Linked DNA regions of Mus musculus: all the other regions are linked to region 1. A link is a contact called in public Hi-C and promoter capture Hi-C data. All regions are on one chromosome and are shown on one strand. Each heading gives the region's core, a stretch centred on a gene start, on an enhancer-like site or on the middle of the called end of the contact. The rest is flanking DNA. Distances are from core to core; before and after follow the strand shown. Region 1 holds the start of Prkd3 (protein kinase D3). Region 2 holds the start of Sos1 (SOS Ras/Rac guanine nucleotide exchange factor 1). Region 3 holds the start of Morn2 (MORN repeat containing 2). Region 4 holds the start of Srsf7 (serine and arginine-rich splicing factor 7). Region 5 holds the start of Galm (galactose mutarotase). Region 6 holds the start of Hnrnpll (heterogeneous nuclear ribonucleoprotein L-like).

Region 1 (4,471 bases), core at 537-3,036:
TTGAAAGATTTAACTAGAGAAAGGAATTCAAAAGCGAAACAGTGAGAATTCAGCTCAATGAAATATTTATGTGTAAAGTATGTATTTCGCATAAACACTTAAATCTCTGTAGAGCAGCAGTTTAGTTCTTTGAGAAAGTTACACCTATGAAAAGTAACTGTTTCTTAAGGGCCACAGCAGAAAATGGAAGTCTAGAGTTGGTTCAAACTGAATGCAAATTGCTCTGATGAGATCCTGCGAGTCTTGCTGAGAGAAGATATTCCTGGCTGGGCCAAAACATCTATTGTGAAGAAGAGAGAAAGAGAGAAAGAAAGAAAGAAAGAGAGAAAGAGAGAAAGAGAGAAAGAGAGAAAGAGAGAAAGAGAGAAAGAGAGAAAGAAAGAAAGAAAGAAAGAAAGAAAGAAAGAAAGAAAGAAAGAAAGAAAGAAAGAAAGAAAGAAAGAAAGAAAGAAAGAAAGAAAGAAAGAAAGAAAGAAAGAAAGAAAGAAGAGAGCAGTTAGGCAAGGGAACGCTTAAGAAGAGGGTACACTGGAATGAATCTGCTTTTAATCTTAAAGTAAAAGAATCACAAAATATATTTAAAGAGTCTCTGTCTCTCTCCCTCTCCTCCCTCCCTCGCTCCCTGCCCTCCACCACCACCATTTTGATCATATTCACAACCCATACCCTACTCAATTGAGCCCCTTCTGAACTGGGCCCTTTCCTTTGACACCTTTTTTGTTTAGTTAGGGTTGCCTGCATTAGTGTGAGTGGTGTCTGGGTAAGACTTTAAGAACAAAGATGTAATCAGATTTAGATTTTAGTGGATGTTGGCAGTTTCCGATTCCAGAGAAATGTCCGAAATGTCCTCCCACCCCTTAACGCTCCCTGTAGAAAAAGATTATACACAGTTTTGTTTTAAAAGCCTCACTCCCTAGGAGACGAGGCTGCAGCTAGTAGTATGGTCAGTGCTTTAGCTCTTCAGTGACCTTGTGAGTGGGTTCGGTCTCCCATTTCTATCCCTGGGGGGGCAGGGAGAGGTCTCACTTATTTCAAATCCAGGACTATCCATTAATATTACAGATTCTGTACCCAGATTAATTCTCCCCTATGTTCTCAAAAGCTGCCCCCCACCCCGCTTTCTGCATCCAGACGAGTGGCCTTTATGACAATATATTTTACTTTGAAGATATAAAACGTCGACGTGGAAGAACTATCTAGTTTTTGTGTCAGTGACTGTACCGCGCAGATGTTTCTCTTTCATCAACTATTTATAATTTAACACACAGGGCTTCTTCTCTCTGAGGTTCCATGACTGTCGACCGCTCTTTTGGTAGAGAGGGCAACGCACCAGTGTTAAGGTGCACAAGAGGAAACACAGGCACGTGCAAGCGGCGTCTCCAAGTTTTGCTGTGGCGCCGGTGAAGGACTGTGTCTGTGTAGCTCTGGGTGTTGGGTGACAGCTGCCCCCGGGAACGCCGAAAGGGACAACTTTGGAAAGGAGGGTCCTCCACTCTGGACGCTGCGTTCAGGTGGTCACCTCTTGTCACCGACTGCCAGCGCCCGCCTAGGGGGACAGCAAAGTGAGAGGTTCGAGTACAGCGCGTCCTTCCAGTCGCGCTCAAGCCCGCGCTCCGAGCGCCCGGTGGGGACCTCTGCGGGTTTGCAGAGCCTCCGCGCGCCCCCTCGGAGCCAGACCCACCAACCGCGCGCGGCGGGGAACTACAGCTCCCGGCAGGCCCCGCGCGGGCCGCGCGCCCCCGCCCGCGCGCCCCGGCCCCCCGCCCTCCGGCCTCGAGACGGGACGGGAGGGAGGGCAGGAGGAAGGGGCGCGGGCGGGCGGGTTCGTGCGAGGCGCGTGAAGCCTCGCTGGCTCCTGCTCCGGGACGCGGACGCTGGCGCGCGCCGACTTTCTCCAGAACAGCCGAGCCCGCCTCTGTAAGTAGTCGCTGGAGGGAGCGCGGAGCAGACACCGAAAAAAGTTCGCGCCGCCGCCGCCGCTGCCGCTTTGTTCTCCCGACCCGTCGGGCTGAGGTGGCGCGGCCCCTCCCCCACCGCATGCGGCGGCCGCGGCGACGGCGGCGGGACTCGGACCCGCGCGGGGCTGGGCGGCGGCCGCGGCTGGGCGGGAAGTCGGGGCGGTGCTCCGCGGGCGGCCGGGGGCGCCGGCGCGGCCAAGTTCCGCGGTCCGCGCCGAGGCCAAGTTGGAGTCGCGCGGCTGCTGCTGGTGACCCACCGCGCCCTGGCCCTCGGGGACCCGCTTTCTCCCGAGCCCCGCCAACTAATCCTGCCGCCGGCGGCACGGTGCAGTGAGCCTTCCCGGTTCTTTGCTGCACTTTTCCTGGTCCTGGGGCTGGAAGGGGCGAGTATCCGGGGTTTGGAGGATAGTGACCCCAGTTTCCTGACTGCCTTTAGGCTTGCCTGTTGCAGCCTCGCTCCAAGTCGTTCTCATTCCCTGGGGGAGCTTCGCCCTGAGTTGAAACATCCGCGAGTGTGGAGCAATAAAATAGTAATAATAATAATAATAATAATGAGCACACACGACATTACTTGATTGCGTGTCGGGTATTTTAGTTCACATCGTCGAAATCAGAAGTATAGGCCGTGCTGTCAGCAAGCACGAATATAAATCAGGCTACAGGCGACCTGCAGACTTTTCCGTACACAGATTGATGGCATGGATGTAACTGTCCCTTCAACCACGCCCGTCCCCACAGGAAATATGACTATCGGTGTCATCTTTGATTAAAGAGGATAAGTTTCAACATGAAGTACTACTTTGTAGGACAGGGCCTTTAAAACCTGTAGGCACAAATGAAGCAACAGTTTGAGATACTTTCATCCATGTCCTAGAAAAACGTTATTACACTAAAAAGTTACTTTTACTCTGTACCTGATGTTGCAGTTTTAGCAGTTTTGATTTTGTTCAGCTGGAGTTTAAACTTTTAATGCCAGGCGGGTAGACAAGCCTACGGATTTGCTTCAAGAAAGCATCCCTGAAGTTGCCAGACTCAGTTCTGAGTAACATTTGCTCTAGAAGAACATTTCCTCTCCCAGTTATAATCTGGGGTGGGATAAAACAGCAGTTTAGCCAGAAAGTTGTTTCAAGTTTTTGCAAATATATTATTTTTAAAACGTCTCACGGGAACCGTTACAATAGGTTTTGCTTCATAGGATAGGTTTATAAATGTCATGGGCCTGAGAATATGGGTTTGGAGGCATCTTTGATAAGCCAGGGCAGTTCACATTTCAGGACTGTTAAGACTAAAAGAATTTTTCTTAAATGTGTTTGGCAGTTTCATACATTCTGATGCCCTACCCCTCACTCTCTCTAGTACCCCCTACCCCCTCACCAATCCCTTAAAGAGGTTTTATAGCCATGAGCCTTTAATCTTGCACATTGTATAAGCTATTTTATCAGATGACCTGTTTAAAATAGACATTTCTTTCTGTTTTTGTGTTGTTTGTCATCTAAACACTGCTATACACACCAAAAGCCACAGTAAGTTAAACTTTAAAAGTCAGAGGAGTTGAAAACACCTCATACATAAAGATAGAGGGAAAGAGAGTTGTTAAAGTGTACTTTCCACAGAAGGGACAGACAGTTTTCAACAGAATTCTAAAGTTGGCAAAAATACTAACCATAGCGGAGTTCACTGCTTGTTTTTAAAGACACTCATTCAGGATTTGATGTATAATTACTTACATATAATTTGATTAGGCACATAATTGGATTTAATAATCACATCTCTTGAGTCTCTTGGGTTATGTAATTCAAACAGAACTTGCCTCTTTGAAGCAGTCATTTTAAAAGGAAAAACTGGGATGTGGTACTTAAGAAATGTTTTAGTTTTAATTTCGATGTAGATAAAACATTTTCTCTGCTCGTGTGGTGAACTTACAGTGGCTGCACATGAGAATTGTGCTTTGGCAATTAGCCAATCAGATTTCTTAGAAACTACGGGTGCAGGGCTGAAGATATATCAAGCTTATCCATAGCTTCGTATTGCTTTGCCAGACTGATGTGCCGGTACCTGGATACACCTCTCAGTGCCTGCGCAGAGAAGCTGCCTGGTGTGCCCTCTCTCTGTTCTCCAACACGGTGGAAGGGCAGAGAGTGAACCGCTACCCGGAGAAGTAGACTTGTAGAAGGAACAATTTAGCAGAGTGCTAAGCTCTTAGAAAGACAGTCTTCTATTAATCTGAGGGAATGTTTCTGGAATATGCAATTGATGGAGAGACTGCCACAGATTTTTTTTTAATCTACAAATATACCTGAGTTTTTTGTATACTGTACAAGCATTAAGCAAAGTCAGACCTTTTTCGAGGTAAAGCGTGGATATTGACTTCAGTGTACTGGCATGTCACTGGAAAAGCTCCCATGCTTCTTTACATGCTCACACAGTACATGCCATACACATGTGCATATCCTCACGAGGGTCAGGATAAAACTTTATTACCATTCCTTGTACACAAAGTGAAATTAAACCTG
Region 2 (4,471 bases), core at 173-2,672, 1.5 Mb before region 1:
TTGAAATGTGTTTTAATAACGAGAAGCCAAGGAATAGTTTTCTATAATAGTTGATTTGGTTCAGTCACTTAAGACCACACAAACCAGTTGTTGAAAATAACTGATATATCAGTTGTTCTCTGAAATTCCTTTTCTAAGTCCTTCCTAAGCTATAATTCCTCTGCCTTTCTCTTTAAAAAATTATATTTATCTTGTGTGTGGTGCACCTGCCATTGGCCATGTGTAGAGATCAGACGAACTTCTGGGAGTCAGTTTTTCTGCTCCCAGCGTTTGGGTATCTAAGACAGAACTTGGGTTCCCAGTCTTGGCTGCACCTGCTCTTTCCTGGCTGAGCCCTCCCACCAGCAGGTCTGCTGTTGTCTTACTACTCTGATGGTTAATGGATGGACTTCAAACTATTACTGAACACGTTCAAAATGAGGGGGACTTCTTTTTTTTTAAGATGCAAATCTGTACATGTATTATAAAAGGAAAGGCTTGTAGATTTCATTCAGATCCTAAGAGGTAGTCTAAAAGATGGTGGTTTCAAACATTTTTCATCTGTGAGATCTTGTTTATTGTACTACAAAACAGCATGGTTCTTCCAACTGTCTTCTCATCTATGAAATGAAAACTGAAAACTAAGACGTTTTACTAAGAAAGCGTTCAATGATAGAGCACATGTGCCACAGCGTTGCACAGTGCCACTACAGGAAGCAAGTCCATCCTTAGGATGGACGGACAATTCATAGATACTGCTTTTATAGCATTCTGTGATTTTCATATCTCTATCCTGGGTCCTGTACCAAGGCGAGGTGAGGGCTGGGGGGAAATCCCTCCCTTCCAGAAGCTAATTATCCAGTTGAAGCTATGAAAGATCCCAAGCAGGATGGACTAAATCCATAAATAAAAGCTTGTGGGTTTGAATAGACACATGATCAATAAATACTACACGTATGCGTTACGTCCTCATGGCATGGAAAGGCAGATGGAAACAGGCAATCTCTCCTCCCACTAGACAAACACTGAGCAGTCGGGCCTTTTGTTTTTTTTTTTTTTTTGTTTTGTTTTGTTTTGTTTTTGTGAGAGGGATCTATCTTTTGTGCAATCTGTTTAGTATACAGTGCATGCTCGGGGCACTCCTTATCTTCGTGCTGGGAACAAAGTACACACACCCCTTTTCTGAAACACAGGGCCTAGGATCTCCTAGAGCTGGATGGGCTCCCGGGCTGTGGGACCACACAAAAGGGGCGCTTCGCCTGCTCGCAGGCCCCCACACCCAGGTTCTCGGGTCGCGGGTTCGCCTTCAGGGTCCTTCAGCCCCGCCTCTGCGAGTGCCCTCCCCAGCCTCTGGCGCGCACCCCTCCTCATCCGCGGGCAGCCGGAAAACCCGGAGCGAACCGGCCCGGGCCAGCGGCGCATGCTCAGTTGCGAGCAGGTTCAGTTTGCTAGTAGGAAGCTCCGGCGCTACACCGGCGGCGGCAGCGGCAGCGGTAGCAGCAGCGGCGGCGACGGCCAAGCGGCCGGATTCCCCGGCAGCGACCTCGGGCCCTCCCCGTTCCCCACCGACCCCTGCTCCCGCTTCGTCCCGTTCTGGGCCTCTCGCTTGAGTTCCCCGCTGGCGAGCGGGCGCCACCGGCCGGAGCGTCCATCCACGCGCCGTCTCTCGGCGGGCCAGGCCGTGCCGGGGAGCGCAGCCCCGGCGGAGGGCGGCCCGGGGCGGAGCGGGGGGCCTGCCCCGGGGCGGTGGTGCGGGATGCCGCCGCCGCCGCCGCCGGGTTGCGTTGGCTCTCGGCGAGCGGCGCGCGTGTCGGGTGGGTGTCCGGCCGCGGGCCTCGCCCCCCAGACTCCTCGCCAGCGCTAGCCGGGCCGCGCGGCGCCCCGAGGGGGCCGGGCCGTGCACGGGCTGTGGCCCTTCTCCGCGCCGCGAGCCGCCGCCCCTCCGCCCGCCCCGAGGCGCCCCGCGGGCACCATGCAGGCGCAGCAGCTGCCTTACGAGTTTTTCAGCGAGGAGAACGCGCCCAAGTGGCGGGGGCTGCTGGTGCCTGCGCTGAAAAAGGTAGGGGCGCGGAACCCGCTTCCCGGCCGCAGTCCGCGCGGGGCTGGGCGAGGGTGGGGAGGCGGGGCGCCACTGTCGTCTTTCTTCCCGGTCTCGGATCTCGGGGAGGTCTGCTCGGGCTGCGAGGTTCCCCGCGTCCGCTGCTCCAGCTGTTGACACTCGCCCGGGGTGCGTGGGAAGGCCGCACACAGTCGGGGAGGGTTGGTCTGGATCATCCAAGCGCGGAGGCGGGGGTTGGAGGAGCCTCGGTTTTCCGTGGAGGTCAACGAAGGCCATTGCCTACCTTCTCGATCTTCCGAACTGCGGTCAACCTCTCGTTTTAGGAGTCCGGTACTCTCACTGGCTCGAAAGTGCCTTGGCCACAGTGCTTGCCTAAGTAATTGCGAGGTTGCCTGCCAGCAAGAACATGGCCTGCTCGGCTGTGCTCGTCCTCAGTCATAACTCCCCGTTTTCTTGACCCCCTCCCCCATTACAGCGGTGATGCACATGCCACTGTATTCAGATTGGTTCTTTTGAAGTGTCTGAGAATCTTTGAACGTCATTTGGTTTGGTGTTTTGCATCTTTTTATTTGGAAATGTTGCTACATTTTAAAAGCTTCTAAAGCAACTGTCTGTCCTTTGGTTAGGCATTTTGGATTTTTGTTTGCCAGTGGTTAAAGTTATTCGTGAATGTTGCTACATTTTAACAGCTTCTACAGCAACACTTAGTGACATAGTAAATACTGTACTAAGACATCTGAAACAGGTGTGCTTGAATGGATTTTAAAACAACCAGATTGGTTTTTGTTTTCATTTGCCTTACCTGTAGAAATTGTTTTACAATTTAATCTCCCATTTCTTGTTGCTCAGATGATTTTCGTGCTATCTTTGCTAAAATGCAGTTTTGTTACTACTGAGTACCTGGCGTTTACTGTGCCATTATGCAGAGCCTTTCTATTTTACCAGAAAGTCTTGAAAGGTATTTCATACTCCCAGAGGCCAGTACCTTTCAGTTTCTCGTCTGCCCTGTTCTCCCCTTCCCCTCTTGGTATGTTATGTGGAAACTGTTGGCTTTGTTGGAAGACTTTGCTTTTATCTTTCAGACTTAGGTTCCTGCGCTTTATCCTCAAGTGTCTCCCTACTTACAAACCTCTGTATGTTTTCTAAGAAAATCAAAGAGACCACCTTGTTGTGCATCCTTAATGACTCCATGAGACTTCAGTCCATTTCTACATTGGCTTTACCTGCACAATTGCCTGCTTAGCTTGGAGAATTGGAGAAGAATGCCTCATGATGCTAGAAGTTTGGTATTTTGACAGGACAGGATGAAGACAAAAAATTGATTTATATGTACAAAAGCTCTCATAGAACCAGTTTGAGGTATATGGCTTAAAAGCAATAGCTCCTATTCTAAGGAAACCTCCAAAATAACACTCGAGGCTCCTTTAGAATGGTAGACAGAGCATTGTAGAAGTTGGCAGACTACTCTAACTTGCCACTTGGGTGGTCCTTGCTGAAATCTATTTTGTGTGGCTGGCATTGTGGATTTTGTTTTGTTTTTCAATGTATGTAATTAGTCACCAGTTTCTTTTTTTCGAGACAGGGTTTCTCTGCATAGCCCTGGCTGTCCTGGAACTCACTCTGTAGGCCAGGCTGGCCTCGAACTCTGAAATACGCCTGCCTCTGCCTCCCAAGTGCTGGGATTAAAGGCGTGCGCCACCAACCTCCCGGCAGTCACCAGTTTCTTAAAATGAGAACTATCACATAAACTCTGAGGTTTGTTTGTTTTGAATTATAGATGGACTGGCCATACATTTTCACCATCAACTGCTAGAGTTTTGAGTGACTGCTTTCTTTGGAAAGGGTTTTGTCTCCAGTTCATCAGTGTTGCTTGTGTTCTATCGCTTCATGGTTGGTTGGTTTTCCATTTGAAGCAGAGACCTCCCTGTAGAAGTGATATGAAGAGGGAGTTTACAGAGTCTCCCTAATGTGTGAGGTTCTTTCCCTCATTTACATTTCCACCTGCAATGCTCTTAAGACACCCAAGACAAGGTTGGATATATTTCTCATATTCTGAATATGCTCTTTTGTTTTTTTTTTTTTTTCCCGAGACAGGGTTTCTCTGTATAGCTCTGGCTGTCCTGGAACTCACTTTGTACACCAGGCTGGCCTCCAACTCAGAAATCCACCTGCCTCTGCCTCCCGAGTGCTGGGATTAAAGGCGTGCGCCACCACACCCGGCCTGAATATGCTCTTGTAGCTGAAAACTTGAATTATGGTATGTGTGTAGATGTGTCCTTGGACATTTTGTGTCCTTGGACATTCTGTGTGGGTGTCTCCTTATCTTGAGCTCTTCAGACTTTAAACTACTTGCGTAGTGCCCGACTGTGTGTTTTCATACCTGAGGCTTTTTGGATAGCCTGTGCATTTTCTCTGGTCTAATACTATTCAACC
Region 3 (4,471 bases), core at 738-3,237, 1.3 Mb before region 1:
CTGGTGCAGAGTCCTGAGGAAATAAATTATCTTCCCTAGATGGCCTATTTTAATTTATTTTGTATGATTTTATTAGTACAAAGTTAACTTTTTTTTTTCAGTCAGGCAGTAGTGGATGCTTTAACAATGCTTATCAGATTACGAAATCTGCTCACAGTGCCCACTGCAGCTATGCTGTGCTCTCCCGGAGGCACGAGCGTCTTCTTTGGGTAGAAACAGATTCTACCTCAATGTCTCATTCTTACTTTTGACTAAAAGGATGAACCTATGTAGGCCATGCAGGCTAGTGTCCAACTCTGTAGATGGCCCCTCTGCAAAGTCTGTCTGACTTCTTCTCATCCTTAAACTCCTCTGGTTCCAGGACTAGGGGTCTTAGTAAAGCAATGCTTATGTGTAGTTAGTCACCTACACTAAAATAGGGACCATAGATCGATGAAATGTCCTCCCACCACCTGACTCGGTATTGAGTACAAACAGAAAATGCTTATCTAGGGAATGAATGGCTCTTGAGACAGAATCATTAAACGCCTACTAAGCAGGACACTACTAAACACAACTGATCATACAGGAAATGAAGCAGTCCTCAACCGCTCTTCAGATTTCCACGTTTGATGAGCATAGTCTTGTACGGCTTTATCTCGGGGAAATGTTTCCCCTTTTTGGTTTTCAGGGTTTTTTTTTTTTTGGTTTTGTTTGTTTGTTTGTTGTTTCGTGAGAGTGTAATACTTTGAACACTACTGAAAGGAATTCCTATCTAAAAGAGTGCACTTCTTTTACAGAGCTATGTCACACCAGCATTTGGCCCTCTGCTGAAAAAAGTAAAAAGAAGTCTCAAATGCCTTTTTCGCCCTCTAGTGTTACAAATGTGGGGGCAGCACTGTATCATGTGAGTGTAAAATATCTCCTACCTGCTGCATGATATGAATTGGTAGCTTTATCAAAGATGGTTCCAATATTACTCAGGATGTCTTCTTTACAGATGATTTAAAAGCTAATTATATGTCTATAATATACATACATATATATAATATACATATAATTATATATGTACAATACACACACATGTATGTATATGTGTATACTTATATACATATATATATTGTGCTGGTACCCTAATGGTCACAGACCTGTGCTGTTTCTAGTTGTTTGGTGGTGTTTTTCTGTTTGTTTGTTTTTAAGGCGAGGCTAGACGTCTACAATTTTGTTCAGATGACTACAGGACCTGAAAAAGCTGTTGTTATTACTGATGCATAACATACTATTATTGCTCTTTATACATATACATAGATATATATACATATATAAAAATATATACACATATATAAATATATACACATATAAACATATACCTATATTTAAAATAATATTAATATATTATATGTTAATATATATTATATAATATATTAAATATGTATATATATTAAACACACGTTTAATTTTTGAAAACTGTACTTGTGTTTTCAACCATGTTGAGTTGTCATTGTACCAAAATCAGCAGCCATATTAGTCTAGAAACATCAAGCTAATTTCTTTTCCATTTGTACAGGCTTACTTCACTGTATTACATAGGTAAAACCTTATCTGTGTGAGTTCGATTACAGAAACTAATATTCTCTAAATAAGGGGGTGACGTTTCCACATTCAAATTTCTGGATTATGTGAGTTAGCAGGAACCTCTGCCATTGATCTGGCACCGTAAAGGAAACAAATCCGGAGTGATAGGCACAGCGAACCCACAGACTCGGGGGCCCACGCTGTATCTCCGGATCCCCCGACGCCGGGCTGTCGGTGCCCCTCCACCCCAGAGTGGATGCTGCGGCTGGCTCCGGGTCCATCAGCTCCCGAGAGGAAGCGCACTCACTTGATGGAGACGTGAAGGACAGGCTTTCGCGACTCTGCGATTCCCCTAGGCTCGCCAGCTCGGCAGGCTGGAGGGAGCTGGGCTCTAGGACAGAGCGGGCCTCGGTTGCTGGGGCGACCGGGCGACCTCTCACCCGGAAGCAAAAGTGCAAGAAGCCAATCAGAAGACACCTGGGCGGGGCGGCTGCTGCGGGTGAGGTCCAAGAGGGAAGCTGAACCCAGCCCGGACCCCGACCCTGGGTGCCGCCTCCTGAGCTCCGCAGCCAGCAACGCTACGAGCCAGGTACGGCCTGACGTGGCATGTGCGGGGCCGCGCGGGTTCGGGGTTGCCAGGCCCGCCTGCCGCCTCCCCTCTCTAGTGATCACATCCGAGGACCATGCAGCCCCTATGGTCCTGCCTGTCAGCCCAGGGGCAGTGAACCTGGACCTGCAGAATCCTGGGGAACCCCGGGATCTGCAGTCGAGGTCGTCCACACCCACGGCTCCGAGCAAGGTTGAAAAGGAGGGGCGCCAGCCCCATTTCCTGTCTGTGGCTCGGTGGCGACCCGAGGGGCTGTTTGGGGAAAGGGTTGGAGAAGATGGATGTTGAAGAAAGGAACCTTGCATGACTAGGTATCTGAATGGAGCTGGGGGAATGTATAGTGGTCAGAGGTTTGCCTGGGAGGCAAGCGGTGTGGGTTCAGTTTTCATCACCTCAGCTTGACGATGCTGTACGTGGGAGCCAAACTTGGGTGTGAAACAAAGGATCCTTTTAGAGCCAAACTTGGATCCAGTGTCTATGGTAAAGAAAGATGAAATCTTAGCAGGCTACATAGATAGTGGGATTCCTCCCTGCGGACTAGATAACCTAATTTGTATTCTACAGAAAACGTCTGGGGAATGTGATATCGGATGCCGCTATAATCGGTAAATCTTGGTTCAGATTTTTGCGTGAAAATTACAGCTCAAGTTGAAAATGTAACCTTTTCTGGGTTGGTGTGAGGCAACTTGTTTTAAGTCAGTACAGAATCTTCTTGCCTTTTTTTTTTCCTCAGCCATTTCTCAATGTATGAATTGACCCCAGCTGGGTGGTTTGGGTGGTAAGATGTTTGATGTTTTCCTTTCTTCCTACGTAAAAAAAACAAAAAGACAAAAACCCGATATGCAGCTGGGCGTGGTAGTGCACGCCTTTGGAAACAGAGGCAGATGGATCTCTGTAAGTTTGAAGCCAACCTGGTCTACAAAGCGAGTTCCAGGGCAGCCAGTGCTATTTACACAGAGAAACCCTGTCTGGAAAGACATAAAGGTGGGGGGAGGGGGGTGGGAGAATGCGATTATTGAAAATTCAGTTTGTGCCATTCCTTCAGTCACATGTTAATCATTTCATGTCATTATGGTTTTGTGAGTGTATGTATATACTGCTGTCCTTTGGAGAGCTCGTGGTTGGGGCTCAGGATGTCTTGCCTAGTGGGGATCTAGGGTTAGAGAGTAGTTAAAATAATTGAGGGGTGTTGTTTGTTAGTTTGTTTTTGTTTTCTAAGACAGTTTCTCTGTGTAGCCCTGGCTGGCTTGGAACTCACTCTGTGGACCAGGCTGGCTTCCAACTCACAGATCCACCTGCCTCTAAAGGTGTCTGCCACCACTGCTTGGCAAGTTTTACACTTTAAATTGAAAGAGGACATTATTTGTGTTTTTGTTTGGTTTCTCTATGGTGTTTGGCCACTTGTGGGGAGGGGGGGTCCCACTCACCTAGGAGAAACTGTCTTTCCTGATTCTAGCTAATGACCCACCCACCAGGGAATCTGCCATTCGTATAAAAACTAACCAGTCTTGGATTCAAATCTCAAACCACCACCTTTATCTACCACTCACAATGCAGCTAATACTGAAGTCAGGTACCACAGCAAAGAAGAATCAGTTACCAAAACATTTGTTGAAAGCTTTACTTAAACACACACACACACACACACACACACACACACACACACACGGCATTCCACCAAAGCCAGAGTAGCCTATTTAGTATAAATGTTCTGCTCTGTTTACACAAACCAACAGTAAAACTTCTGAGGAGCTAGCATTCTATCTCAAAGTCTCCCTGACACAGGCACTTCCTCCTGCCCCTCATAGCCACAGCCAATGGAGTTTCGATGTAAACACCCTATGTCTTCCTCCCCACCATTTTTAAGACACTGCATTTCTTTTCTCTAACCTGAACGACTGTAATAGTTGCCCAACTGAAACTATTATTTCCTTCTGTGCACTCTGGCCTCATCCCAGCACCTGGCCCAGGGCGCTAATTGATGTTCCGAGCTTGAAACCTTCGCATCTGTCATTGCTGCTGCTTGGATGTTCTCTTCACAAGTATTTCATGGCTCACTTTCTCCACCTATTCATATATCCACTCATAGGTTATTGAGTGAGGCATTCAGCAACTACTCTGTAATAGCCTTGTTCTCTTAAATAATTTTTTTTGTTAGAACCTTTTTATCTTTTTTTTTCCATTTTTTATTAGGTATTTAGCTCATTTACATTTCCAATGCTATACCAAAATTCCCCCATACCCACCCACCCCCACTCCCCTACCCACCCACTTCCCCTTTTTGGCCCTGGCATTCCCCTGTACTGGGGC
Region 4 (4,471 bases), core at 562-3,061, 1.2 Mb before region 1:
AGCATGAAAAAAAGCTCTGGGTTGTATACATAGTGAATCTGTGGGAGGCCTGGACTGCAGAAGTTCCTGTGGCAAGCAAACACAGGAAGATTGAGGCAGAACAATATACTGTGTAGTAAGACTGAGGCAGAACAATATACTTCACTGTGTAGAGTTTCTATTTTCTTGCCAGAGATTTTTGTTGAGACACTATAATTTTAAATATTTGAAAATCAACATACATATAAATTAGTAGTACTTAAGAGTCTTTGCTTTTAAAAAGGGGGGGAGGGGCTAGAGATATGGCTCAGCAGTTAAGAGCACTGACTGCTCTTCCAGAGGTCCTGAGTTCAATTCCCAGCAACCACATGGTGACTCACAACCATCTATAAGGTATCTGATGCCCTCTTCTGGTGTGTCTGAAGACAGCCACGGTGTACTCGTATAAATAACAAATGAATCTTTTTTTTTTTTTTAAAAGAGTCTCATGCTTTATTGACCAAGAAGGACTCCTTTAGAGAAAGCACTCCACACCTGAATCCACACACAGCAAATGAAAACGGAGATGAAATACACGTACCTAGGAACTTCCTCTTTTATGTGTAAAATTTCCAACCCTTGAGTATTCCAAGTAGTTACGATGTAATGTTTTTTGTTTTTTGTTTTTTGTTTTTTTTGGTTTGTTTGTTTTTTGCTGGTTGATAAAAAGAACTTGGGCTGGTGAGATGGCTCAGTGGGTAAGAACACTGACTGCTCTTCCTAAGGTCATCCCTGAGTTCAAATGATGAGTTCAAATCCCTGCAACCATATGGTGGCTCACAACCACCGGTAATGAGATCTGACTCCCTCTTCTGGAGTGTCTGAAGTCAGCTACAGTGTACTCACATATAATAAATAAATAAATCTTAAAAAAAAAAGAACTTAGCTCTCTTTTTAGAGTTGAATTTTGGCAAATGCAGAATTCAAAGGCAGATTTTAAGCAACTCAGGGAGACTGATACGTATTGAGTGGCTGAGCTGTAAGGTTTTAAGTAAAAATTCACACACAACTTTTAAAAAATCCAAAGCACTAGAAGGGAAAAATAAATTTGTGCTTCAGATGCAAGAATTGTCTCGGCTCAGTATGCTTGCAAACTTTTACAGTTTTGCCACAACTTTAACATTGCCAGAACCCCTTCTCCACAACCCTATCCCTTTGTTTCAGCAAACCCCCAAGTACTCAGATCAAACTAACAAATTAGTGACTCAGTGCAAAAAGGAGAGGTATTATGCAGACTCCCCGGGGGAAGTCATCCCTTTTGAGGCCCGTGATGCAATAACCATTAGACATAACTGTGGAGTAAGGGTTATTTTCACACTGGTCTTAGTTTAATTACCTCTGTTGAGCCTTAAAGATCACTGAACACAGACTAGGCCAGGTACCCCAAAGGTGGCGACCGGGACAGCAGCGGTTAAATTTTACGGACTTTCACAGAACGGTCTAGTGTACCTGTACTTAGGTTACGGTCGCTGTCAGTTCCTAGATTAAAATGAAGAGGTAAAAGGGTTGGGAGAGGTTAGGAGGACCCACAGGGTTCAGGAAAGGGGAAGGGGAGGGGAGGGAGCAGGAGACCGCCGGAAGGCCACAGGTTTATGGGCAAGATCCCGGCGTTCCCATGGAAACGTATCCCTCCGCTCCGCTCGCAGAGTCTCGCTCTAAGTTCCCTCCGCCCCGCCTCTAGGCTGTTTCCGCCCAGCTTCTTTGTGCCGCGCAGAACGTTGACACAACGCATGCGCAGAAAAAAAGAATCCCCGCCCGCCGCCTATATAAGCGCGACTCCGGCCTCTTCCTTGTAGTGCCGCCGGGATTGCAGGCAGAGGAGGTTGCGCAGCCGCTTCCGTGCTACTCGCGCTGTGAGCATTCCAAGCTAGAGCCGAGTACACGGGCCGGCCATCATGTCACGCTACGGGCGGTATGGAGGAGGTAAGCGGCCAGGGCCCCAGGGGAGGACGGTGCTGCCCGCCGACCGAGCAGAGCGGGGCCGCAGGGGCGGCGCGGCGGTTAGAGACGGTTATTCCGCGTGCGTAATGGCGGCTCCTGCGCACGCTGTACGAAGCCCGAGGCCGCGGGGGCGGGGAGGAGGAGGGCGAGCGGGACTGGAGGGCATGTGTGCCGCTTAGGGCCCGGGCGCTTGGCGCCTTTTGGTCTCTCCTGGACAGGCCGAAGCCTGGCGGGGTCGCCGTGGTGGCGTTGGCCATTTCTCCGCGCTGCCGCCCGCCTCCACCACCCCACCCCCCGCCCTCGGCGGCGGCGGCGGCTGCCATTTTGAGCACATTGATGACCGTGGTGGCGCATTTCCTCAGCGCTTTCCCGCCACTGGAGCCGGGGAGTGATGATGGGCGTTAAGATTCGGGTTGGGCTGGAGACGGAACGAAACCGGCAGCTGCGAGCTGCGCGTCGTCCAACAATTGGTCGGCATGAGGAGTAGCGCGAGGGGAAGACCGCTGCAAGCGGCGACGGCTTTTTTTCTCTCTCTTTTTTTTTCCTTCGCCGTTTCGAGCGTGGCTTCTGGCTCTGGGGCGGGGACTCGGGTGAGCCTGCGCCTGCTGTGGAAGCCGGGAACTGGCTCGGCCCTGATCCTCGCTGTAGACCTCTCCGCAGGCCGGGCCGCCGGAGCCCGCGCGCTGTTGTGCCCGAGGCTGCGGGGACTCGGGGGGCGGGGCGGGCCCGAGCCGGGCCCCACCTCCACCCCGCACGCCTCAAGTCTACCATGCTCCCGCTGCAGTCTCCCAGGGTTTCCTTCCTATAAGAGCGCCAGAACTTGGTCGCAGGTCTGGCTTTCCAGTCTTTCACGCTGTAAGATTTAGTACTTGGTGAAGACCTCTAAATAAAGGGAGCCAGACCTGGTGGTGCACTAGCTGCCTCAGGGAGGTTGAGGCCTGAGAGTCGTTTGAGCGATGTATAGCTAACATAGTTGTAGGGTGGCTCCGAGTAGATCACTTAGCTGGCTCAGAGTCTCCAAAACAAAACGTGTACGTTGCACAGCTCTTTAAGGATGGTCTGTTTTAAAGAAATGAATTCCCTATCACACGTTGAATAACATTTGTTCTGTTTACATTTTTTAAACAGAAACCAAGGTATATGTTGGTAACCTGGGAACTGGTGCTGGTAAAGGAGAGTTAGAAAGGGCATTCAGTTACTATGGGCCCTTAAGAACTGTGTGGATTGCCAGAAATCCTCCAGGATTCGCCTTTGTGGAATTTGAAGACCCTAGAGATGCAGAGGATGCAGTTCGAGGATTGGATGGGAAGTAAGTGGGTTGTTTTTCAAATTTCTTTAAAATATTCCCTCGGGCTGGATAAGTAATCTCGGTGCTAATCATAGACTCTCTGGGGGTGGACCTTATTTTTGATAGTGTCTCTGGCCTATGTTGACCTGGAACTCACCATATAGCTCCGGTGGTGGTTGGAGCCCTCATTCTGTCAGCCTCTCACATGCCTTACCCTTCAGGCACTGGATAACTTAAGATTTAGGACTAAAGGTGGAATTGGCGGGGTTTTGTAAACAAAAGACTAACCGTGTAGAGAGAATGAGCAGTTGACATTTTTTTAATAAATTAATTTTTATTAGATATTTTCTTTATATACATAGCAGTTGATATTTTTAAATCTAGAAGTCACATGTGTATTCTAACATTAGCATTTTCTTATGTTTTGTAGAGTGATTTGTGGTTCTCGAGTGAGGGTTGAACTATCAACAGGCATGCCTCGGAGATCTCGTTTTGATAGGCCACCTGCCCGTCGTCCCTTTGATCCTAATGATAGATGCTATGAGTGTGGTGAAAAGGGACATTATGCTTATGACTGTCATCGCTATAGCCGACGAAGAAGAAGCAGGTATTTAATTAATGAAGGAATGGTTGGTATTCTAGTTAATCAAAGTAATTCTTTTATTAGCAAGGCAGAAACTAGTGTTTTTCTATAAACTTGAATGTTAATTGTACAGGTGTATTTTACAATTTTTGTTTAATTAAAAATGTTACTATATTAATAATCAACCTGGTCAAAACCTTTCAGGTTTCTTCGTTTGAGTCAGTCGCCTTGATTCAGAATGTCACGAGCCTTATGATATCATGCTGAGGCGCCTTGCAAATCCGACAATTAAGATCCTCCTAGACCTTGAGGTGATCAGCATAAGAGGCCAGATCCCCTCGAGTCATCTACACCTAGCTTCACCTTATTCTTTAAAGGGCAGAAAATTTGAGTCGGTGATCGCCGTAACAGTAAATTTGGCTTACAATTGGGGCCCCCTCCGCTTTAGAAAGAGGAACACCAGATTGACCACATTCCCAACTAGAAAAATCTTCTTGCGTCAATCAAGCCTCATCTGGCTCTTTTGGCTGTCAGTTTGATCGTCGTTAGATTGAAGAAAACATCTAGATGCAGCGATCGGCTATAGATACTTCTAGATCATCTAGATCTACTAGACCTACTACTAGACCATGGGCCAAAGA
Region 5 (4,471 bases), core at 583-3,082, 1.1 Mb before region 1:
TTCTCAATTAAGTTACCAAAGAAATTCTGCTGGGGGAAAAATAATAATCTTCAGGGCTGTGGAGGCTCCAGGACAACAAAGACATAAAGACAGCCAGCCAAGAAGAGAACATAAAACTCAGCAATCCTCTTATAATGCGTTTTGACAAGATGGGGGGGGGGCACATTAATTGCCTAAGGGACAAGTAAAAAAAAAAAAGTAAATAAGACAGGGTTTTCCTGTTGATCCCAAATGAAGAGCCAGGTTAAACATATGAAGAACCAGTTAGGTAGAAAAGGAACCACAAGGAAAACCTCAAATCCCCTTTTGTGGTACAAAGTTTGTTTACACCCATTACTGAGCAGAGCGAATTCATTCTCTTTCCATTTGCCCATTTTACTTCAGGGTTTGTTTTCTGTCTGGTTACGTGCAATGCTAAGGAATGGCAAGATATAATTTTTTCTCCTGCTGCAAATCAAACCGCAATCCAATGATTTAATTATGTAACTATTGAGCTAAAGTCTGAGCTCCGCGCCCCGCCCTCCCCCCCCCTCCGTAAACTGCAAGTTGAAAATGACCTTTGTCTATCTTGTTGAGTCCACTGCATTAACAGAGCTGTAAATGCATAAATTAAGATAAAACCTATGCGTGGATCAAGATGAAACGGCTGGCTCTTGCTCCAGGACAGCTTAGGCAGAACGAGGCCCTGTCCATTTAAAACAAAACAAAACAAAACAAAACAAAAAAACCCCACAAACACAAACAAAACAGACAAACAAAAACAAAAAGACATGCTGCGAATTGCGCAGCTGATCCTGATGACTATGTCCACGTCTTAGGAGGCCTTATTTCTACCCCTTTCATTGAGAACATGTTTCTGAGCAGATGAAGGACATTGTGCCCTACCTACATTGACCACAACAGCCAAGCAATCTGATGGGTTTACATCAGTCCTAAATTCTAAAGCATTTCTGCTCAAGGAGCCCTCAGAGAAGATTTGACAAGAGAAAGAAGGGAGATAGTAGCAGGCGCCCGTCCGTCTTTGATTTTCATTCCTCAGAAAACCACAAGCGAGGAATACATGCAAACCGCCCTGTGCCCCACAGTTCTAAGCTCATTCCAGGGAGTTGGTCTTTCTCAGCTGACTTCCTCGTGAACAGTGACAAAGTCTGACTAAGGGGGGCCAAGTCCTACAGCTATTTGGATTAGATCCGGTTTTTTTTTCCAACCTCAAAATCCTGTTAAGTGGCTTACATGAGCCCGTTCACGCGCTTCCAAGTAAGACTGCTCCAAGCTTGGGGACCTCAGTCAGGTCCCGTGAGTGACTGGAAGAACCCAGTGTACACAGGATCAGGAGTGTGTGCGGGCCTGTTTGACAGGCCAAACCGTTTAGCAGTCCTGGGCAGGACGCGACCCACCTTCCAATTCCGCAAAGCCAAGCACCACGTCTGAGGCTTTCCCCTGCCTGTCTTTGACCTGCAGAGCAGTGATCGTGCAGCCCCATGAGATGATGTCCACACTCAGCTGGTCTGACCGAAGCTGGAATTTCTCCACTGTCCCTCCCCCCGAGGGCAGCTCTCCAAACACGGTTCTGGTCACCGAAACCATTGGGAAAGTTCAGGGTGTGCAGCTTCTCCTTGCTGTTCAAACTCTAGCCTGGATCACGTTTGGAAAGATAAAGTTCCCGGGAGAAGGGGAGGAACTCAGACTAACTCCTCCCCTTTATTGCCTGGATTTAAACAGTTGACCACTCCTGGGGTCGGGGAAAATGCTCCGATGCCTTTTTAAAATTTTTCCTTTATCCGAGGTAACTGAGAAGCAAACTTTCCAGTTGAGTTTGCTGGTCTTTTCCTTCTCTAACCCTGACTGCAGTGCATGTCGGGAATAGTAGTCTTTAAGAAAATTGCAATTGCATCTTGGGGCATGTAGTTTAAAACGAACCAACTTTATTTTGCGCAGGTGCGCGCGCGTAAGGCATCTTTAGGGGGTCAAAAAAAGTCTCTCTCTCTCCTCTCCTCTTCTCTCTCTCTCTCTCTCTCTCTCTCTCTCTCTCTCTCTCTCTCTCTCTCTCTCTCTCTCTCTCTCTCTCTCTCTCTCTCTCTCCTCTCTCTCTCTCTCTCTCTCTCTCTCTCTCTCTCTCTCTCTCTCTCTTTCTCTCCTTTCCTCCTTTCTGAAAAGGTTCTCTCTTGTCCCTAATGGGCTCTGAAGAAACACATCTGGTGGGCAGGCTTGGAGGCCCGCTCCTTTACCTACTTTTCATCATCTCTTGGGCCATTCTGGTGTGGATTATCTGGGACTAGATTTAAAGAAACTGAAGGTTTGATGGCTAAGTCTGACGTTTCTCCTTTGTTGGCCTAGGATTAGGAAAGTGTTATTAGGATCCTCAGTAAGATCATGAGATTAAAATACCTCAGTCTTTCATTGCTTAATCTACAGCTCTAGATGGATTCTGGCTCTAGGAAGAAGAGGTCTGGGAGCCTAAAGACGTGTATAACTCAGTCTATCTGTATTTCTGGTCTTGATTTAGACACGGTGAGGGTGGAAACGCATCTGTGGTTAGAAAAACAGGAGAACTGAGCTCATGTTCCTGTAATCAAATGCCAATAAACAACTGTCTCACTCGTTTCTGACTGTGAAATATGAAGGAATCTTAAGCATTCATGCTACAAAGCCTCAATTATCCCTCTCGAAATTCGGGAAACTCTGATAGGAAAGAAAAAGAGCTTGCAGCAGGCTTTATTAAAGTACAATATCTAATATCAAAAAGACCCAAACAAGTCAAATTACAGACTGTGCGTCCCCTCACACAATAACCCAAAGGCACTCTTGTACACTGCTCATCACACACTCTTACAGACTCTGCAAGTCTCCTCAGCCCACTTACCGTGTGTGCCTGACTTATACACAGGCCCTTTCAACAACACTGTGCTAGCAACGATGCCTGAGAACCCTCTTCTGTGAGTGGGAAGACCACAGTTTTTATTTCTCAGCCTCCAGTTCTCAGTGTTCTGCCAAGCTCATGCTGCCAAGGGAAGAAAGACACCTTGGGTGGCTAGCACCAAGTGTAACCAGAGACGTTCCTATTGCTTAACTTGGCGCATGAAGTGTACCATATTTCCCTAAGATGTACAGGGTACGGGTCTTGATTTTCTTTCCCTGTGGCTTTGAAGTATTTAGAATGGTAAACAAGACTACCTTGTGTGAGCTGCAAACCTTGCTCCTTTTTTAACCAAACAGTCCATTTTCTTAACCTCACATCATTATTCTACATGCAGAGCCTTAATCGACAGCAGTGTTCATGATCACTGTCTGCAAGGAGGTCAACATCAAAGCAGCAATGGAGGAATGAACCATTGTTAAATACTACCAGCTATTTAATTTTGCTTTTTGGATAAATCCTGGGGGTTAAGTTAAATAGTACAGACTGTGGTGATATTTTTGTAAGAAGAGTTACTTAGCTTCTTTCTCAACCAGAGCAGAGGTGTGTAATACAACCAATTCAAACTCATCCCCAACTAGTTTACAAATAAATTAAGAAGGCTGGGCTGATTCCATGACAGGCTTCAGATTGGCAGTTCAGGACTATGCCTAAGAGCTGGGAAAGTCCAGGCAAGCCCAAGCAAGTCAGTTACCAGAAAACCAAACCAAACCAACCAACCAACCAACCAAACAAACAAACAAAAACCAGGCTTCAGACAGCTAGTTAGAAACTGCCGAGCTATCAGAAGCTGCCCAAGCCACATGGCCCGAGGCAAGGAAAATGGGTCAGCAGCAGTTTCCAGACCCCGTGCCCCATTAATGGTTCTGGAATGTCCCGAGAGATGGACTCAACAGATTAAGATAGAGGTCACTTCCCCTGGAATTCCTCTAAGGTGCAATAGCTCAAGCCTGCAAGCTCACTTCACGGTGTCTCTATTGTGGTAAATCTCCAACCCCAATAAGCCCAAGCAAAAACATAACTCAGTTACAAAATGTATAAGCTGCATGCCTAAATTGGGCAGATTACCACTACACTACTCTATTCCCCAGCTGAGATTCCCTTGCCACTTGTGGCTTCTCTGTGCCATGTGGTTCTGCTCCATCTTCCTTCCACATCCTCTTGCTCTGTCTTCTTCCTCCCTCATCCCTGCTCTTCTCCAACTCTCTAAAACCTCTAGCCCCACCTTTCCCTTCCAGGGACCAATCACAGGCTGTAGCCTTTACTTGACTAGTTAAAACAGGGAGAATGTTCACATGAAATTACCTGAGTATATGATCTCCTCCTCTTAGGGGCAGCCCCTCTTGAGGAAGCAGAGTTAACATTAGAATACAAATAGTACCAGGGCATCCCACAACACTCTATCTTGGTAATGGGAGCCCCCAGCACACTGGACTTAACTTCTGCAGAATAAAACACTTTGTGTTTTATATACTATTATATATAACACTAGTGTTATTTAACAAACACTATTTTTTTTTTTTTTGGTTCTTTTTCGAGACAGGGTTTCTCTGT
Region 6 (4,471 bases), core at 546-3,045, 1.0 Mb before region 1:
GGTTTTCCTGCTCAGTGATTGGTGCTTTTTCCCCCCACCCACTTTGTTTTAACTGATGCCACCATTTTGACAGGTGCGGCCATCTTGACAGTCCCTGCAGAACACTGCTCAGTGACATGGTGACTATGAAGGTGTCAGAAGGGAGAGCATCGGATCCCTAGGAAGAGCACCGGGAAGCTCCTATGCTTCCCTGAGGGCTGCACCGCCTCTGCTGAGCCACCTCTCCAGCCCTAAACCTACGCCTTTTAGATCTTAGCTTTTAAAACTTTTGTACCTGAACTTTCTTGCACAGAAACTTTTGCACTGTCAATTTGTATGGAGCATCTGACTCAGACAAAAACTTTTGGGCAAAACTGGTGCAGTGTTTTTCTGACTGCGGATGCAGTTGCTCTCGCTCAGGACGTTTCCTTATCTGTCCCCAGCTCTGCAATTCCTTCTTTGATATTTCTTCGGTACACGTCAGTCTTATCTTAATTTTAAAGACATATTTCTAATTTTCAGTTCTGCAAGCGGCCTCTCTCTCTCTCTCACACACAGTGGTACAGTTTGCAGAAACGCTTAGATTCCTTAGGATTCTAAAATGACAAGCGACGCAAAGTATAAAGGAGAAAGCAACATATGTTAAAAGAACGATCACACATCTTTCTGGGGGAAGAAATGCCTTTGGGGGAAAAAAAACAGGCTAGAGGAGGGAACAACCCACAACTGGGAAAGGAAGAGGTTCAAAACAAGTGCGCAGAACGAATCTTAGTTTTCCAAGGCTTAAAGTAACAGGGCACTTAGGGCGCGGTGGGTTTCTTGCTAGCTAGACACCATAATTTCAACCCAGTAAGTTGGTCACTGAAATCCATTCGGGGGTGGATTGGGTTGGGGTGAACTGTACTGGAACTAGATTATAAAAATGAACACAGTACCTGCCCTTAAGCACGTCCAGTTTTGTTTTGTTTTAAAACAACACCTTTAGTTATTCAAAGGCCTTTTGCAAATAGAAACAGCTAAAAACCTTAAAACAGTCTTTAGGCTTCACAGAGGAAGTGAGTTGTGGGCTGGAAACGAACAGGATTGTGAGAGTTTCCTATTTTGGAAAATGAAGACGATCATTCAGAACAGTGAGAATAGGGGTTTTAGAGGAAGGTTGAGAATATGTAACTGCAGCAGGGACTTGGATAGGTATGTCTGCAGCAATAGGTCCGGTTTGCAGGTCACCTATGCCCTGCGCAGACCTGTGTGCATCATCTCGCTGGCTCGCCACAGTCAGTAACAGCTAACGGTTGTTCTGTTTAGTTAGTGGCGCAGAGTCCACGCGCTTTCGGGGGCTGTGTGTGGTTAGGTGCGCGGAGATTCTCCAGGTTTCCCTCATCTTTTTAAAGATTCTCCAGGTCTCCCTCATCTTTTTAAAATGAAGAAGAAAAGCATTCAAATTAGCGGGAAGGCGGTTAACACCCACAGCCCCGACTCTGCCGAACGCATCGCCGGCTCCTCACATTCACCCGGTATCTCAGCGGCGGCCAGGGCCTAACAGCGCTAACCGCCACGGGGCTGCAACCGCTGCGGAACCGCGCGCAGCGGGCGTTGCACGGTCCCGACCGGAGCCCAGCGAGAGTCCAGGCTGGGATTCTGACGAGCAGTTCTTCCAGCCAATTGGAAGCCAGATCGACTTTCGCTCTTCCAATAGGAGGCGGAAGTTCGGCAAGGGGGCGGAAACTCTCGGGCCCTGGATCCCATCCCGCCCGGCGGCAGTCAAGGCGGGGTGGAGGCTCCGCCTGAGCGGCGGGGAGCGGATCAGGGAGGAGGGAAGACCGGAAGCCACGGCCCGGCCCCATCCTTACTTTCGCGTCCCCCCCGGGGCTGGGAGCCGCGAAGCTGGCGGAGGGAGAGGCTGGAGGCTGGCTGAGAGATAAAGGGAAGCGTCCCCTCAGCCCGCGCTCCCTTCTCAGTCACGGGCTCCTGGAGCGCGCCGCGGAGGACGCCGGGCCAGCTCAGACCCGCGCCGAGGAGGCGCAGCCCGCGGCGGGGACCGATCAGCGACATCTGAGGCCCGTCTCCCGCGCCGTCTCCACCGCCGCCGCCATGTCCTCCTCCTCCTCCTCCTCCCCCAAGGAGGAGACGTACGAGGAGGACCGGGAGTTCGAGAGCCAGGCCAAGCGCCTCAAGACCGAGGAGGGAGAGATCGTCTACTCGGCCGAGGAGAGCGAGAATCGCCAGGAAGCGACGCCTCAGGCGGGGAGCGATAGCGACAGCGGCGGCGGCGACGGAGGCGACGGAGACGGAGGCAGCGGCGGCGGCGGCGACGGCGAGGAAGGCGAAGGTGGAGAAGAAGGCGACGAAGGCGACGGCGATGAGGGAGGGAGCGGCGGCGACGAAGGTGGCAGCGGCGGTGGCCCTCGGAGCATGCCCCTGTCCACGGTAACAAAGCGCGGCGCCGCGCCGCGTCCCTCCAGCAGGGCCCGGCGGCGGGGGTTCGGCCTGGCCGCCTTTGCCGCTGCGTGCACGCCGAGCGCGTAGCTGGCGACTCGGACTGATTCTTTCCTTTATTGCCCACGATCCCCGAATCCCGAATGCCGGCTTTGGGTGGGCTTGGGGTGCCGGGCCTCCCGGAGTCCGGGCCCTGAACTTGGGGAGGGTAGCGGGGTGGGGGCGGCGGGGGCGGGCGGGTGTCGCTTCCGCTCCGGGAGGCTGCGCCGCGCGCCCTCGGCGGGATCCGCTCTTTGTTAGTTGAGCAACTCCGGCTCCGAGGCTGTGCTGGGGACCCGGCCTCCCCGACCCGCATCATCCTCACGCTGGGCAACCATAACGGGAAGGCTCTCGTGGCCTCGTCTCCGTGGGAACCGCGATGCAATGACAAATTGCGCCCTCGTGCTCTCCCCGTAGTTTAGCCCTCGCTAGTTTAATATCTTTCTATAGAAAAGGCTTTGTGGGCATGGGGTTCATTCAGGCCAGGCAATGGCCAAGATAAGTTTTCTTGTTACAGAAATGAGTGGGCCGGTGATCTAAGTGTGTGTGTGTGTGTCTGTCCCTGCTGTCAAATAAAAGGCGTTCAGATGACGAGAGTTCTTCATTCATAATGTACTTCAAGTTTGTCCCCCACAGAAGGAAATGAATGCAGAGCTGTGGGAATTCAGTCACACATTCCTCGAGTCCTCCTTTATCAGAAACGTTTAGCTGGAGGCTGGAGGAATGTGGACAGCGCAACCCACAACTTCAGTTCCATGGAGACTTTAAGGAAACAAACCAATCCGAACGGTTTTGACTCTTTTGGGGGCCTTTAAACGGTCTTGACGACTTAAGATATTATTTAAACACTTAATACATTTGAGATCAAATCTTAGCAGAAGTTGACGAAGTTATGCACACCTTCCAAAAATTAAGGTGTTCCAACCCTTTTTAATCAGAAGCCGCTTATCTTTCTAAAGTTCGAATTTTTGTTGGTCTAGCTTAAATAAAAAAAAAGTTACATGTATGGGTTCATAACAAGTACCCATGGCAGCCTAGTAAGGTTTTAGTGTTCCTTAGAGGTAGAGTTACAGGTAGTTTCATTGCGACTCACCAGATTCGAGTGCTGGGAGTCAAGCTCTTGGGCTGTCTTTGCAAGAGCACTGTGTGCTTTTTGGATGAGCTCTTTCTTCAGCTCCTGTTTGAGTAATAATAATAAAAAATTACATTCATTTGTGTTGTGTGCTTTGGAGCATGCAGGCGAGTGTGGAGGTCAAAGGACACAGCTACTTCCATCCTGTGAGTCCTGGCAGACATTCACCACCTGAGCCACCTCACTGGCCCAGTGGGAATTTTTATGTAAAAATTCGGATAATTAGAAAAGTAAAATGTGATGGATAAATTTGACCATATCTTTTTTTTAAAGGAGTCTTTTTTTCTTGTTGTCACTTTACGGACACAGCTGGTTCTTGGCCTTCTGGTCAAGGTCAGCATTGGTTCCTTGCAGTTATTTGGATTTTTCTGTCAAGCTTTTTGAGATCCTCAGAATATAACTTGGAAGTATGAATATAGGAGATGATTTTCTTAGAGATTCTTAAGATCATAATCAAATATTGTAAGATTTAGAAATAGGAATGTTACAAAAGATGTTTTGCCAAAGGCCTTGGTTCTTTTGCCAAAAGCCTTGGTTGTTTGTGCAACACTATAAAATGACTCTTAAGTGTCTTGGAAAGATTCTTAAAGCAGTTGGCAGGAGAGATGGATGGCTCAGTGGGGAAGAGTGCTTGCTAACGCCTGAAAACCTACAGTTTCAGTTGCCAGAGCCCACATGGTAGACATTGTCCTCTGACTTGTATATGAACTACTTGGTGTGCTCACACACACACACACACACACATTTATATATATATAAATATATATATATATATGTGTGTGTGTGTGTGTGTATGTGTGTGTTCACACACACACAAATTTTGTTTCAAAAATAGTTAACATTATTTTTGAATGCTAGTGAGTAACGTAAGTCAAGCAGTGGAAG

Evidence for each region. Promoter capture Hi-C pulls out the DNA fragments that hold promoters and counts their contacts. A called contact is a pair of places that touch in the nucleus more often than the background predicts.
Region 2: a Hi-C map of muscle stem cells shows a contact between it and region 1, with 7 times the contacts expected there. The contact joins the promoter of Sos1 here to the promoter of Prkd3 in region 1. A contact is called at or near these places in 2 of 39 promoter capture datasets (liver and pre-B cells), 1 of 484 Hi-C or Micro-C datasets (muscle stem cells) and 1 of 115 datasets of contacts at active chromatin or transcription factors (astrocytes).
Region 3: a promoter capture Hi-C map of 3T3-L1-derived adipocytes shows a contact between it and region 1, with 3 times the contacts expected there. The contact joins the promoter of Morn2 here to the promoter of Prkd3 in region 1. A contact is called at or near these places in 5 of 39 promoter capture datasets (the 3T3-L1 cell line, 3T3-L1-derived adipocytes, hippocampal neurons and 2 more).
Region 4: a promoter capture Hi-C map of second pharyngeal arch cranial neural crest shows a contact between it and region 1. The contact joins the promoter of Srsf7 here to the promoter of Prkd3 in region 1. A contact is called at or near these places in 13 of 39 promoter capture datasets (the 3T3-L1 cell line, the HPC-7 cell line, HPC-7-derived erythroid cells and 8 more), 2 of 484 Hi-C or Micro-C datasets (B cells and pre-B cells), 3 of 115 datasets of contacts at active chromatin or transcription factors (astrocytes, pro-B cells and stem cell-derived neural progenitor cells) and 1 of 9 other capture datasets (adipose tissue).
Region 5: a contact with region 1 is called in a promoter capture Hi-C map of second pharyngeal arch cranial neural crest. The contact joins the promoter of Galm here to the promoter of Prkd3 in region 1. A contact is called at or near these places in 6 of 39 promoter capture datasets (HPC-7-derived erythroid cells, the SN4741 cell line, cranial neural crest and 3 more), 1 of 115 datasets of contacts at active chromatin or transcription factors (pancreatic cancer cells) and 1 of 9 other capture datasets (liver).
Region 6: a promoter capture Hi-C map of liver shows a contact between it and region 1, with 2.2 times the contacts expected there. The contact joins the promoter of Hnrnpll here to the promoter of Prkd3 in region 1. A contact is called at or near these places in 7 of 39 promoter capture datasets (the 3T3-L1 cell line, the C10 cell line, the HPC-7 cell line and 3 more) and 3 of 115 datasets of contacts at active chromatin or transcription factors (astrocytes, bone marrow-derived macrophages and embryonic forebrain).

The regions. Positions count from the first base shown.
Region 1 is chr17:79,018,131-79,022,601 of GRCm38.p6, reverse strand. Prkd3 (protein kinase D3) reads left to right here and starts at 1,786. Exons shown (of 19, transcript NM_001171004.1): 1 at 1,786-1,917.
Region 2 is chr17:80,477,404-80,481,874 of GRCm38.p6, reverse strand. It overlaps Sos1 (SOS Ras/Rac guanine nucleotide exchange factor 1), which reads left to right and starts at 1,422. Exons shown (of 22, transcript NM_009231.2): 1 at 1,422-2,038. The coding sequence starts at 1,952.
Region 3 is chr17:80,287,728-80,292,198 of GRCm38.p6, reverse strand. It overlaps Morn2 (MORN repeat containing 2), which reads right to left and starts at 1,987. Exons shown (of 5, transcript NM_194269.2): 1 at 1,862-1,987. Dhx57 (DEAH (Asp-Glu-Ala-Asp/His) box polypeptide 57) reads left to right here and starts at 1,723. Exons shown (of 24, transcript NM_001163759.1): 1 at 1,723-2,143.
Region 4 is chr17:80,204,645-80,209,115 of GRCm38.p6, reverse strand. It overlaps Srsf7 (serine and arginine-rich splicing factor 7), which reads left to right and starts at 1,811. Exons shown (of 8, transcript NM_146083.2): 1 at 1,811-1,941; 2 at 3,088-3,268; 3 at 3,678-3,854. The coding sequence starts at 1,914. It also overlaps a transcript of Gemin6 not described here.
Region 5 is chr17:80,124,832-80,129,302 of GRCm38.p6, reverse strand. It overlaps Galm (galactose mutarotase), which reads right to left and starts at 1,832. Exons shown (of 7, transcript NM_176963.4): 1 at 1,398-1,832. The coding sequence starts at 1,587.
Region 6 is chr17:80,059,592-80,064,062 of GRCm38.p6, reverse strand. Hnrnpll (heterogeneous nuclear ribonucleoprotein L-like) reads left to right here and starts at 1,795. Exons shown (of 13, transcript NM_144802.4): 1 at 1,795-2,406. The coding sequence starts at 2,071. It overlaps 4933407O12Rik, which reads right to left and starts at 1,841. Exons shown (of 2, transcript XM_006525248.3): 1 at 1,491-1,841; 2 at 601-1,390. The coding sequence starts at 1,823. The coding sequence ends at 1,265.